2 separate regions of the Mus musculus genome follow, and region 2 is linked to region 1. The links are chromatin contacts, called in public promoter capture Hi-C maps. All regions are on one chromosome and are shown on one strand. Each heading gives the region's core, a stretch centred on a gene start, on an enhancer-like site or on the middle of the called end of the contact. The rest is flanking DNA. Distances are from core to core; before and after follow the strand shown. Region 1 overlaps Tsks (testis-specific serine kinase substrate). Region 2 holds the start of Sec1 (secretory blood group 1).

What was found. Promoter capture Hi-C pulls out the DNA fragments that hold promoters and counts their contacts.
Region 2: a promoter capture Hi-C map of liver shows a contact between it and region 1, with 5 times the contacts expected there. The contact joins the promoter of Sec1 here to the enhancer-like site in region 1. A contact is called at or near these places in 3 of 39 promoter capture datasets (the C10 cell line, hippocampal neurons and liver), 2 of 115 datasets of contacts at active chromatin or transcription factors (astrocytes and pancreatic cancer cells) and 2 of 9 other capture datasets (liver and macrophages).

The regions. Positions count from the first base shown.
Region 1 is chr7:44,949,812-44,954,794 of GRCm38.p6, forward strand. Tsks (testis-specific serine kinase substrate) reads left to right here. Exons shown (of 11, transcript NM_011651.2): 3 at 968-1,063; 4 at 1,228-1,311; 5 at 2,025-2,135; 6 at 2,735-3,021; 7 at 3,936-4,130; 8 at 4,503-4,676. Among named protein-coding and RNA genes, the nearest start is that of Tsks, 9.1 kb to the left of the region's middle. Within about 2 kb of position 2,375, at least 261 of the 459 cell types and tissues checked have an H3K27ac peak or open chromatin away from gene starts, as enhancers often do. A contact at or near this core is called in astrocytes, hippocampal neurons, liver and 1 more, where this site is marked.
Region 2 is chr7:45,692,438-45,697,420 of GRCm38.p6, forward strand. Sec1 (secretory blood group 1) reads right to left here and starts at 1,965. Exons shown (of 4, transcript NM_001271578.1): 1 at 1,537-1,965. Ntn5 (netrin 5) reads left to right here. Exons shown (of 7, transcript NM_001358870.1): 7 at 1,559-2,119. The coding sequence ends at 1,953.

The DNA.
Region 1 (4,983 bases), core at 1,125-3,624:
ATCTCCAGGATTGTTCAGTCCATCATTTCATGAATGGGTTACAGTCAGATCCCTTTAAAAAATTAAGAGAGAAAGAAAGTAAAGATAAAAATCAGGAGAGAAAGGGGACGAGGAAAAGGAAGCAGAAGCTGAGGAACAGGAGGAAGAGGAAGGGGAGGAAGCCATGCCTGTCCTTTCAACACACCATGCAGTGTCCACACCATACGGCCCATCCACGTCGCCCACCCACCTGTCATGGCCACATGGGCTCAGCTAGCTGCAGAGGCACTCTAATTTAAAGTCTTTATCTCACTGAGAAACGAGGATAAATGCCAGTGGTTATGTAACAAATCTCACTGCTATAGCACAAAGACAGAGAAGAGTGCACAGGGCACAAGCCGCAGCCTAGTCTCAGAGCAGCTGGTAACAACTGAGCACAGGAAGCAGGCGTGGTGGCACTGGCCTTTAATTCTAGCACTCAGGAGGTAGAGGCACACTGAACTCTATGGGTTCCAGGCCAGCCACAGCTACATGGTGAGATCTCATGGTCTCTACCTGACGATCCAAGATGTTGTCAGTTTTATACTTCAGAGAGTGGGGAGACAGAAAAGGAGGGATTTTTGGGGGTACACATTTGTGGCTGGAATCCGCGGTCTTGTGCACACTGGCAAGTACTCTGTCACTGAGTCACACCCCAGCCCCTCACTGGGGCGTTCTAGGTAGTGTCTCTACCACTGAGCCACATCCTCTCCTCTGACTGGGGGATTCTAGGCATTTTTCTGAAACTGTCTTCCCCTCTTGTCCCAGCACACTGTGAAGAATATTAGTCTACTTCTAGCTTTACCAAACAAGGGAACTCAATTCAAGGATGTCACCCTTTGCCCAAAGCCACATGCCCATCCAGAGCAAAACCAAACTGAAAATACACCCTTGCTGCCTCTAGAATGTTCTTGGTATTGAACTATACATGTCTTCTGTTCTTCACCAGAGTGGGGTCAACAGTGGATTGGTACGTGCCAAAGACTCCATCACCAGCTTGAAGGAAAAGACCACGCGGGTTAATCAGCACGTTCAGACTCTGCAGGTATGATACTTAAGGATCCCTGTGGCCTCTTCCTCCAGAACTAAGTTCTCGTCTTTGTAGCCACCTTTCTCCATTGTGCCGGCCCTCCGGAAGCTAAGAGCCTGCTCCCCTGTATAAGCTTTAACCCCGCCTTTGTGTAACCCTGTCTCCCTTCCATGGTCAAGAGCGAGTGCTCTGTGCTGAGTGAGAATCTGGAAAGAAGACGGCAGGAGGCAGAAGAGTTGGAGGGGTACTGCAGTCAGTTGAAGGTGAGCCGCTGTGGAAGGAATGGCTTGGGGAGAAAGTGATGAGAAAAGCGGGGACCGTGGAGGGCTTGGGATGTGGCTCAGTGGGCAGAGGGCTTTGCCTAGCATTCAGGAAACCCCGGGTTCAGGCTTGAGTGTGGTAGCACACCTTTGATCTCAGAACTTGGAAGTACAAGATTCTTTTCAGCTATATAACGACTTGGAAACCGGGGTACATGAGACCCTCTCGTGGCTATCAAAAAATGTCACTCTCTTCTGGCCTTCATGGGCACTGCCTGCGCTGTTGCACATATACATATGTATATTCATATACACAGGCAAAATACCCATTCATATAAGATTTTTTTTTTCAAGACAGGGTTTCTCTTTATAACCCTGGCTGTCCTGGAACTAACTCTGGAGACCAGGCTGGTCTCAAATTCATAAATCCGCCTGCGTCTGCCTCCCAAGTGCTGGGATTAAAGGCATGCGCGCCGCGGCCGCCGCCACCATCACCTCCCGGCTCATAAGACGTTTTCAAAAAAAAAAAAAATCTATTGAATTTTTAAATTTAAAACAAAAAGAGCACAGGAGAAGCGGGATGGTCAAAGGGGTACTGCAGTACGGGCTTGGTTAGGAAGGAAGCTTGGTTGGGAAGTGGGTGCGTCCTACATAGGGCAGGTGCGATGCAAAAAAAGAGGCTGAAGGTGGGGGGCAGAACCGGAATGGGAAGGCAGGGCCCCCGCCCTGATGTCCTGACCCAGGAGAACTGCCGCAAGGTGACCCGTTCAGTGGAAGACGCTGAAATCAAAACCAATGTCCTGAAGCAGAACTCTGCCTTGCTGGAGGTACGAGGGTGTGGAGGGTCCCAAACTAGTGAGAAGTTTGGGTGGAGTCTCGGGATGGAGGTTGGAGGAGCTATGGTGGACAAGGACAGGGGTGTAGAGGCTCCAGAGCCTTCAGTGAACTGAGGAGGGTTTGGGACCTGGCTGAAGGAGTTGGCTCTCAGGGGAAGGAGGGGCCCATCCCACGGGAGGAGCCAAAAGGGCTCGCTGGGTGGGACCAGGGTGGAGCCTGAGGAAGCTTAGTTATTCAAGGGTGTAGCCTGAAACGACTGGGTAGGCCGGGTCTAGTCTAGAATGAAGACTTGCTGCTAGCTCACTTTCCAACGGAACGCCGAGAAAGCTTGTCGCGGTCCCTAAGAGGCAGGGGCTGATTTTAGGCAGGCAGGGCAGGAGAAGGGAGTGATAGGTTGCCTGCCACTACAGAGTTTAGAGTAAATGTTATCTCCTCTCCTAAAGACAAGCAGGAGTTCAGTTACACTGCACGCGTACTTCCCAACTATCCTCTCTCTACACTACTTTGCAATCTCGGGGATCCATGGGGTGTAGTTAGCTGCAGGTGGTAAGGTGCCGAACACCTTGATTCGTTGCCCTCCCTTGCTCAGGAGAAGCTAAGATACCTCCAGCAGCAACTGCAGGATGAGACGCCCCGGAGACAGGAGGCCGAGTTGCAGGAGTTGGAGCAAAAACTGGAGGCTGGCCTCTCCCGACATGGTCTGAGCCCTGCCACTCCCATTCAGGGCTGCTCGGGTCCTCCTGGCAGCCCCGAGGAACCCCCGCGGCAGCGAGGCCTGTCCTCCAGTGGCTGGGGCATGGCAGTCCGCACAGGGGAGGGACCCTCGCTGAGCGAGCAGGAGTTGCAGAAGGTCTCCACCGGCCTGGAGGAGCTGAGGTGGGCGGGACTGAAGGAAATTGGTGGATCAGGCCGTAGGTGGAACAAAGGGCGGGAGCTAGGAGGAGCTTGGAGCCTGCGTGGGCGGGGTTTGTTTGCGGTTGGGTGGACCGGACAGAGTAAATCCTTGAGGGGTAGTGGTGGATGAGAATTGGAAGAGCTTGATGTGGGCGGGGCTTAGGGGAGCTAAACGTGTGAGCACAGAAGCAGAACCTAGATGAGGATTGGGTGATAGCATAGGTGGTACCGGGCTAACTTCGTACACTCAAAAAAGGAAAAGAGGTGGGGTGGGGGACGCAAAGTGGTGCATTCTTTTAATACCAGCACTGGGAGACAGAGGCTGAAGGATCTTTGTGAGTTCGATGCCAGCCTAGTCTACAAAGAGAATGCCAGCACAACCTGGACTACAATAAACAAGAATGTCTTTTTTGTTTGTTTTCGAGACAGGATTTATCTGTGCAGCCCTGGCTGTCCTGGAACTCACTCTGTAGATCAGGCTGGCCCTCAAACTCACAGAGGTCTGCCTGCCTCTGCCTCCCAAGTGCTAGGATTAAAGGTGTCACTCACCACCAACCGGCAACAGACCCTGTCTTAAAAACCAAAACAAGGCCAGGTGGGTCCCACTTGGGAGGCAGAGGCAGGTGAATTTCTGAGTTCGAGGTCAGCCTGGTCTACAGAGTGAGTTCCAGGACAGCCAAGGCTACACAGAGAAACCCTGTCTCAAAAAAAAAAAAAAAAAAAAAAAAAAAAAAAAAAAAAAGAAAGAAAGAAAGAAAGAAAAGAAAAGAAAAAAAAAAACCCAAAACAAAAAAAGTAAAGAAAAAAATGTTGGTGATCTATTTGGGGCGAGGTCGACGATAGCATGCATAGTCAACTCTTATACCCAACCCTTTCTTCCCTTCTGATCCTCGCAGGAGGGAGGTGTCCTCGCTGGCAGCCCGGTGGCATCAGGAGGAGGGGGCAGTGCAGGAGGCCCTGAGGTTGCTGGGAGGCCTTGGCGGCCGTCTGGATGGCTTCCTGGGCCAGTGGGAGCGGGCGCAGCGGGAACAGGCACAGTCCGCAAGGGGCTTGCAGGAGCTGCGAGGACGAGCAGATGAGTTGTGCACTATGTAAGGGCTCAGCAGGTGCTGAAGGGATGTGGGCTCCATGGGAAAGAAGTAATCGGAGGGTGGATCCTTGAGGGAAAAGGCTTGAGCAGTGGGCTAAGTGACCCAGTGAGAGGCTGGCAGTGTGGCTCAACCCCTGCTATGGGTTAAGGGCTTAGCTTTGAAGCTGAGTCCCTGCTTGAGATCCACCCGTAGGGAATGGGAGCTTGGCTCGGCATTTGCCTAGCAGAAGCTCTGGCTTCTATCCCCAGTGGAGTTAGACAGACCCATCCAAGCCAGGCCGTGCAGGTCTATAGTATTAAGAGGAGGACTTTCCGGTGCTGGGATAATACTGAATATTGCAAGTTATCCACATTGGTTGCTCTCCTGCCTCAGGGTGGAGAGGTCAGCAGTGTCTGTCGCCTCACTGAGGAGTGAACTGGAGGCACTGGGCCCAGTAAAACCCATTCTGGAGGAGCTGGGACGGCAACTTCAGAACTCCCGGAGGGGAGCTGACCATGTCTTGAACTTGGATCGGTCTGCCCAAGGCCCCTGTGCGCGCTGTGCCAGGTATGGGGAGGGGTAATGCCTACATTGCAGATCACATTTAGGACATGTGTGATCACACATTGTCATTGTGAGAGATGGATTCCCGTGGGATGCAGAATGAGAGCCCGGTTGCATTGTGGGAACAACTTTTCCACCCTTCCCACATGGTAAGAATTGGCTTCTTGTGGAGAGCAAAGATTAGATGCACTGGTATTTGAAACTTGGTGCATTTCCAGCACACTGTGGGAAGGCTGGGTTCTCTGCAACATAACACCAGGGGCACAGTTAGGAAAGTGTTTGTACTGGTCAGTCTAGCTGAATCAAGGAA
Region 2 (4,983 bases), core at 715-3,214, 740 kb after region 1:
AACAGGCCTGCCTTTTCCCCATCCTTCCACTTCCTTATTATAAATGGGAAAGGATGTTAGACCCTGAAGGACTGGTCTTCACCAGACAATGTTATCTGAGACAGAACAGCAGACAATGGTGGGAGACAGTGGGAGGAATCCCTGTTTCCTGTGTCTCCTGGTCCTCCATACTCTCACACTTGCTGTGCATCCTGTCCTTGAGCCTGACCTCTCTGAGAGCTGGAAGGAACGGAGGGATGGAGATGTAGAGAAGGCCCTGTCATATCCCTCCAGTCTCAGATCTGAGCCTTTGCCCCCCCCACCCCCACCCCTGCACAGCAGGGCCCAATACTGAGGCCCATGAGCTCAGCTCTCAGATACTCAGGGGTTGGGCCTAGCCAGAAAAGGATGGACCATTCCTGGTCACCGCTTTCTGTCCCAGAGCACAGGCTGCTTTGCCCCTAGGATCATCAACTGACTTCAGTGTCACCCGTCTTTGAGGTGGGGCTTCTCCTACTCACAGATCTGCCTTGCTAGCCAGCAACTAGCCCCGAGGTCTTCCTGGCCCTCCACACCACAGCACTGATTCACAGTAGCGTGACATCAGTCGAGTCTCAGGCCTTCCCACTCAATTCATTCTTTGGACCGCCAGTTTACCCCAGAGCCTTTCTGACAAGGCCCACCTCTCTGGAGGCTCCCACTCCTGGGAACCGGCTCACTGTGTAACACTAATGCTCTGGGCTTAGCTTAACATGCTGGTGCAAGCTCAAAACCTTCAGTTCTCAGGGGGCTGAGGCAGAGGGACGCCAGTGACTTCTGGATTGGCTTAGGCTACAGAGTAAGTTCTAGACCAGCGTCGACATTTTAGTGAGACCCTGGAATCTTGAGGCTACTGTTAATAGGAACATGACTCCAAGAGTCCCAGCCAGCATTATCTGACGTCCTTAGGATGCTCTCCCTGACTGATCTCTGGTGAGCATCCCTCTGGACCTCTGCCTCCCTCATCCTTCTTAATTTACTGCAACCCTAAAAACCCTGCTTCACATACTCTTCCTGATCCCATTTCTAGGCACGCACACACACACACCCAATTTCCCACCCTCCACCCCCATGTCCTGCAACTCACATGGCCCTTACAAGCACAATCTTGGATTTCTCCCCTCCCCCACTTCACATTCCACCAGCGTCCACCATCCTAAACCACAACATAACTCCTTCCCAACTTTGATCCTGGCCTCCCTTTAAACCAGTGGTTCTCAACCTTCCAAATGTGGTTCCTCCTGTTGTGGTGACCCTTTCAACCATAAAATTATTCCCGTTGCTACTTTATATCTGTAATGTTGCTACTGTTATGAATTGCAAACGAATTGCAACGTAAATACCTTTTTCCCAATGGTCCAAGGAGACCACTGTGAAAAAGATGGGTAGTCCCTCAAGGGGGTCACGACCCGCAAGCTGAGAACCACCAATCTAGGCCCTTGCCTGACCCTTCCCACCGCCACGTGACGGTGCCATCTTCATCAGGCCTGCCCTCCTCCGGGCTAGCCTCCCACTTGCCTGAGGTGGTGTCTTCCCTCAGTTCTGCACGCCCAGGTTTCAGCGTCGTCGTCGCAGCCGTCTGAGGCGGTGGGCCCCGAGTGGTGGCGGCTGGCCGTGCACGTGCTGGCTGTGTTCAAACAGCGTGCGTGGCCCGTGCGCCGCGGTGGCCAGGAGGCCTGGGTGCCACGTGCTGACCTAATCTGCGGCTGCCTGCGCCTGCGCCCTGGCGCTGACTACCTCCTGCTGGGCCGTGCTGCGCAGACCCACGACGACGACAACTATGACCCTGCGCGCCTCATCCTGAACCGCCACGGCCTCGCGCTGCCCTGGAGACCACGATGGGCCCGGCCGCTGCGGCGACTGCAGCAGAAGGAGCGCGGAGGTGCCTGCCGAGGCCTGCTGCCACCCACACGGAGCCCTGGGCCCAGGAACTAAAGTGAGCTACTAATGTAAGGTGTGAGTCCCCAGAGCCAATCAGAAGCTTCAGTGCCCGTGACGCCACTCCGCATGTGACGTTGCCTACGTTGGGACCGGAAGTGACTGCTTGGACCTGTGAGCCTTATAGGTTATTTGTCACAATAAAGGCTCATGTCTTGTGGAATTGTGTCTACAGATCACACACACACACACCCCATCCGTGTTGGGAGAGTCTTTCCAAGGCAACCGAAAAGGCCTTGATACACCAAGCTTAAGTTCTAAATAAATTACCTGGGAGAAAGTGGCCAGTGTACTTGGAAGTGAAAGGACTCCCGTGGAGTAACTGGGTTCTAGTAAGATTTGTGTTGCTTGATGATTAGCCAAAAGACAATAGACTAGGTATGGCTGGAAAAGGCAAGAAATTTGACAAAGGTGCCCGGTAGTCTCATATCCAGAAAGTTTGGCGTTTAAGATATTTTATTATTCTGATGGGCGAGGGGGAGGCTTCGACGACTATCATCTAATCTTGAAATATAGTCTAGATAGAGCCATGGTGGCCCAGTTCTCAGCACTTAGGAGGTGGGGGATCGGAAGTCCAGGGATTATTTAACAAGTGCAGTTTGAAGCTGAAACCTATTAATCGACATTAAGGCTTTGGAACAGGCCTGGCCCAGAGCAAGCACCCTATGAGTTTCCTGTTACTATTTGAATACCCAGAGGCCTCCCTTTCTCTGTGAGCACGCTGATGGGAAGATCTTGCTAGGATACAGAGGTAGTGGGCGTTGAGGGCAGGGGGAGAGGGTTAAGGAAGTTCACAGGGGTTGTGGGAACCACCCAAGCTGCGGGAGCTCCTCCCACCCAAGAGCCTGCGTGTAGAAGATGAAAGCCCAGAGCAGAGAGCCTTATGTGTTCCTTGTGACTCAAACTTTGTTTCTAGCAGCCGAAGCAAATTGGTGTGAAATCCACATCTGTACCACTTGCCGACCAGGCCCTTCCCTTCCCTCCCCTCCCCTCCTCACCCCTCCCCTCCCCTCCCCTCCCCTCCAGATGTCAGCCCTGCCTGTCCCTGCACAGTAATAGGGGTGGCACAGGTGGCCACCAGACCTCAAAGAAGACAAATTCTGTTCACCTCACCAGCTAGACAAATGACTTCATGGTGTGTGTGGGGGGGGGGGGCAGGGGGTGGGGGTGATCTCCTGAAGTCTTTATTTGTTCATGGTGTATGTGTGGGGGTGGGCGGAATCTCCTGAAGTCTGTATTTGTTCCAGTAGGAATTTGCCCACAAGGAAGGGGCAAGAAAGGCAACTCCAGATGAAGCGAAAGGTTTCTGGAAAGATCCAGAAACAGGCTGGGCTGGAGCTCAACTTGGTAGCGTTAGCGTGCATGTGGCTCTGGGTTTGGTCCCCCACAAGCCCACTGTAAACCAGGTATAGTGGTAAATGCCTATCAGCCCAGCATTGAAGAGCTACAAAGCAGGAGGACCAGAGGTTCATTTTTAGCTACATAATGAGTTAGATATAATAATGGGCTACCAGAGATCCTATCTCAAAAACAACAGCAAAAGTCCAGAGGCTAAAGGCCTAGTGTAGCAGAGAGATTCAAGCAAGGTCTGTTTTACTCCTGTAATCTCAGCACTTGGAAGGCTGGAGCAGAAAAGGCTGCAGTTGGAGCTGGAGGCTAGCCTGCACTATACAGGGAAACCTTGTCTCAAAACACTATTTTTCACTGTACTATATGGCTTAAGAAAACAAACACTTGGGCCACAGAGATGGTTCAGTGATTGACTGCTCTGACTGCTCTTCCAGAGGTCCTGAGTTCAAATCCCAGCAACCACATAATGTCTCACAATCATCTGTAATGGGATCCAATGCCCTCTTCAGGTGTGTCTGAAGACAGCTACGGTGTATTCATAGAAAACAAACAAATAAATCTTAAAAACAAAACAAAACAAAACAGAAGCCTGTGAAGACAGAGGCAGATACTGGAATTAGATGGCCACAAGTCAGGAGTCATGGGTATCCCCAAACTCTGGAAGAGGCAGGATGACTCTTACTAACACCACAGTGGGATCCTACCAACACCCTGATTTTCAATTTTAAATCCTAGAATGTCAAGTGGCCCACCCCTTTAATTTCAGTACCCCAGAGACAGAGGCAAGCAATCTCTGAGTTTTGGGTTTTGTTTTTGTTTTGTTTTGTTGGTTTGGTTTGGTTTGGTGGTTTGGTTTGGTTTTTGTTTTTTTTTTTTTTTTTTTCTTTCTTCCGAGACAGGGTTTCTCTGTTTAGCCCTGGCTGTCCCAGAACTCATTCTGTAGACCAGGCTGGCCTCGAACTCAGAGATTATGCTGGGCAGTGGTGGCGCATGCCTTTAATCCCAGCACTTGGGAGGCAGAGGCAGGCAAATTTCTGAGTTTGAGGCCAGCCTGGTCTACAGAGTGAGTTCCAGGACAGCCAGGGCTACACAGAGAAACCCTGTCTCGAAAAAAACAAAAAAAACAAAAACAAAAAACCAACAACCCAAAACTCAGAGATTGCTTGCCTCTGTCTCTGGGGTACTGAAATTAAAGGGGTGGGCCACTTCACATTCTAGAATTTAAAATTGAAAATTGCCGGGCGTGGTGGTGCACACCTTTGATCCCAGCACTCGGAAGGCAGAGGCAAGCAGATTTCTGAGTTCGAGGCCAGCCTGGTCTACAGAGTGAGTTCCAGGACAGCCAGGACAGAGAAACCCTGTCTCGAAAAAACAAAAGAACAAAACAAACAAACAAACAAACAAAAATTGAAAATCAGGGTGTTGGTAGGATCACACTATGGTGTTAATAAGAGTCATCCTGCCTCTTCCAGAATTTGGGGATACCCATGACTCCTGGCTTGTGGCTATCTAATTCCAGTATCTGCCTCTGTCTTCACAGGCTTCTGGGTTTTTTTTTTTGTTGTTGTTGTTGTTGTTTGTTTTGTTTGTTTGTTTAAGGTTTATTTGTTTGTTTCCTATGAATACACTGTAGCTGTCTTCAGACACCAGAAGAGGGCATCAGATTCCATTACAGAT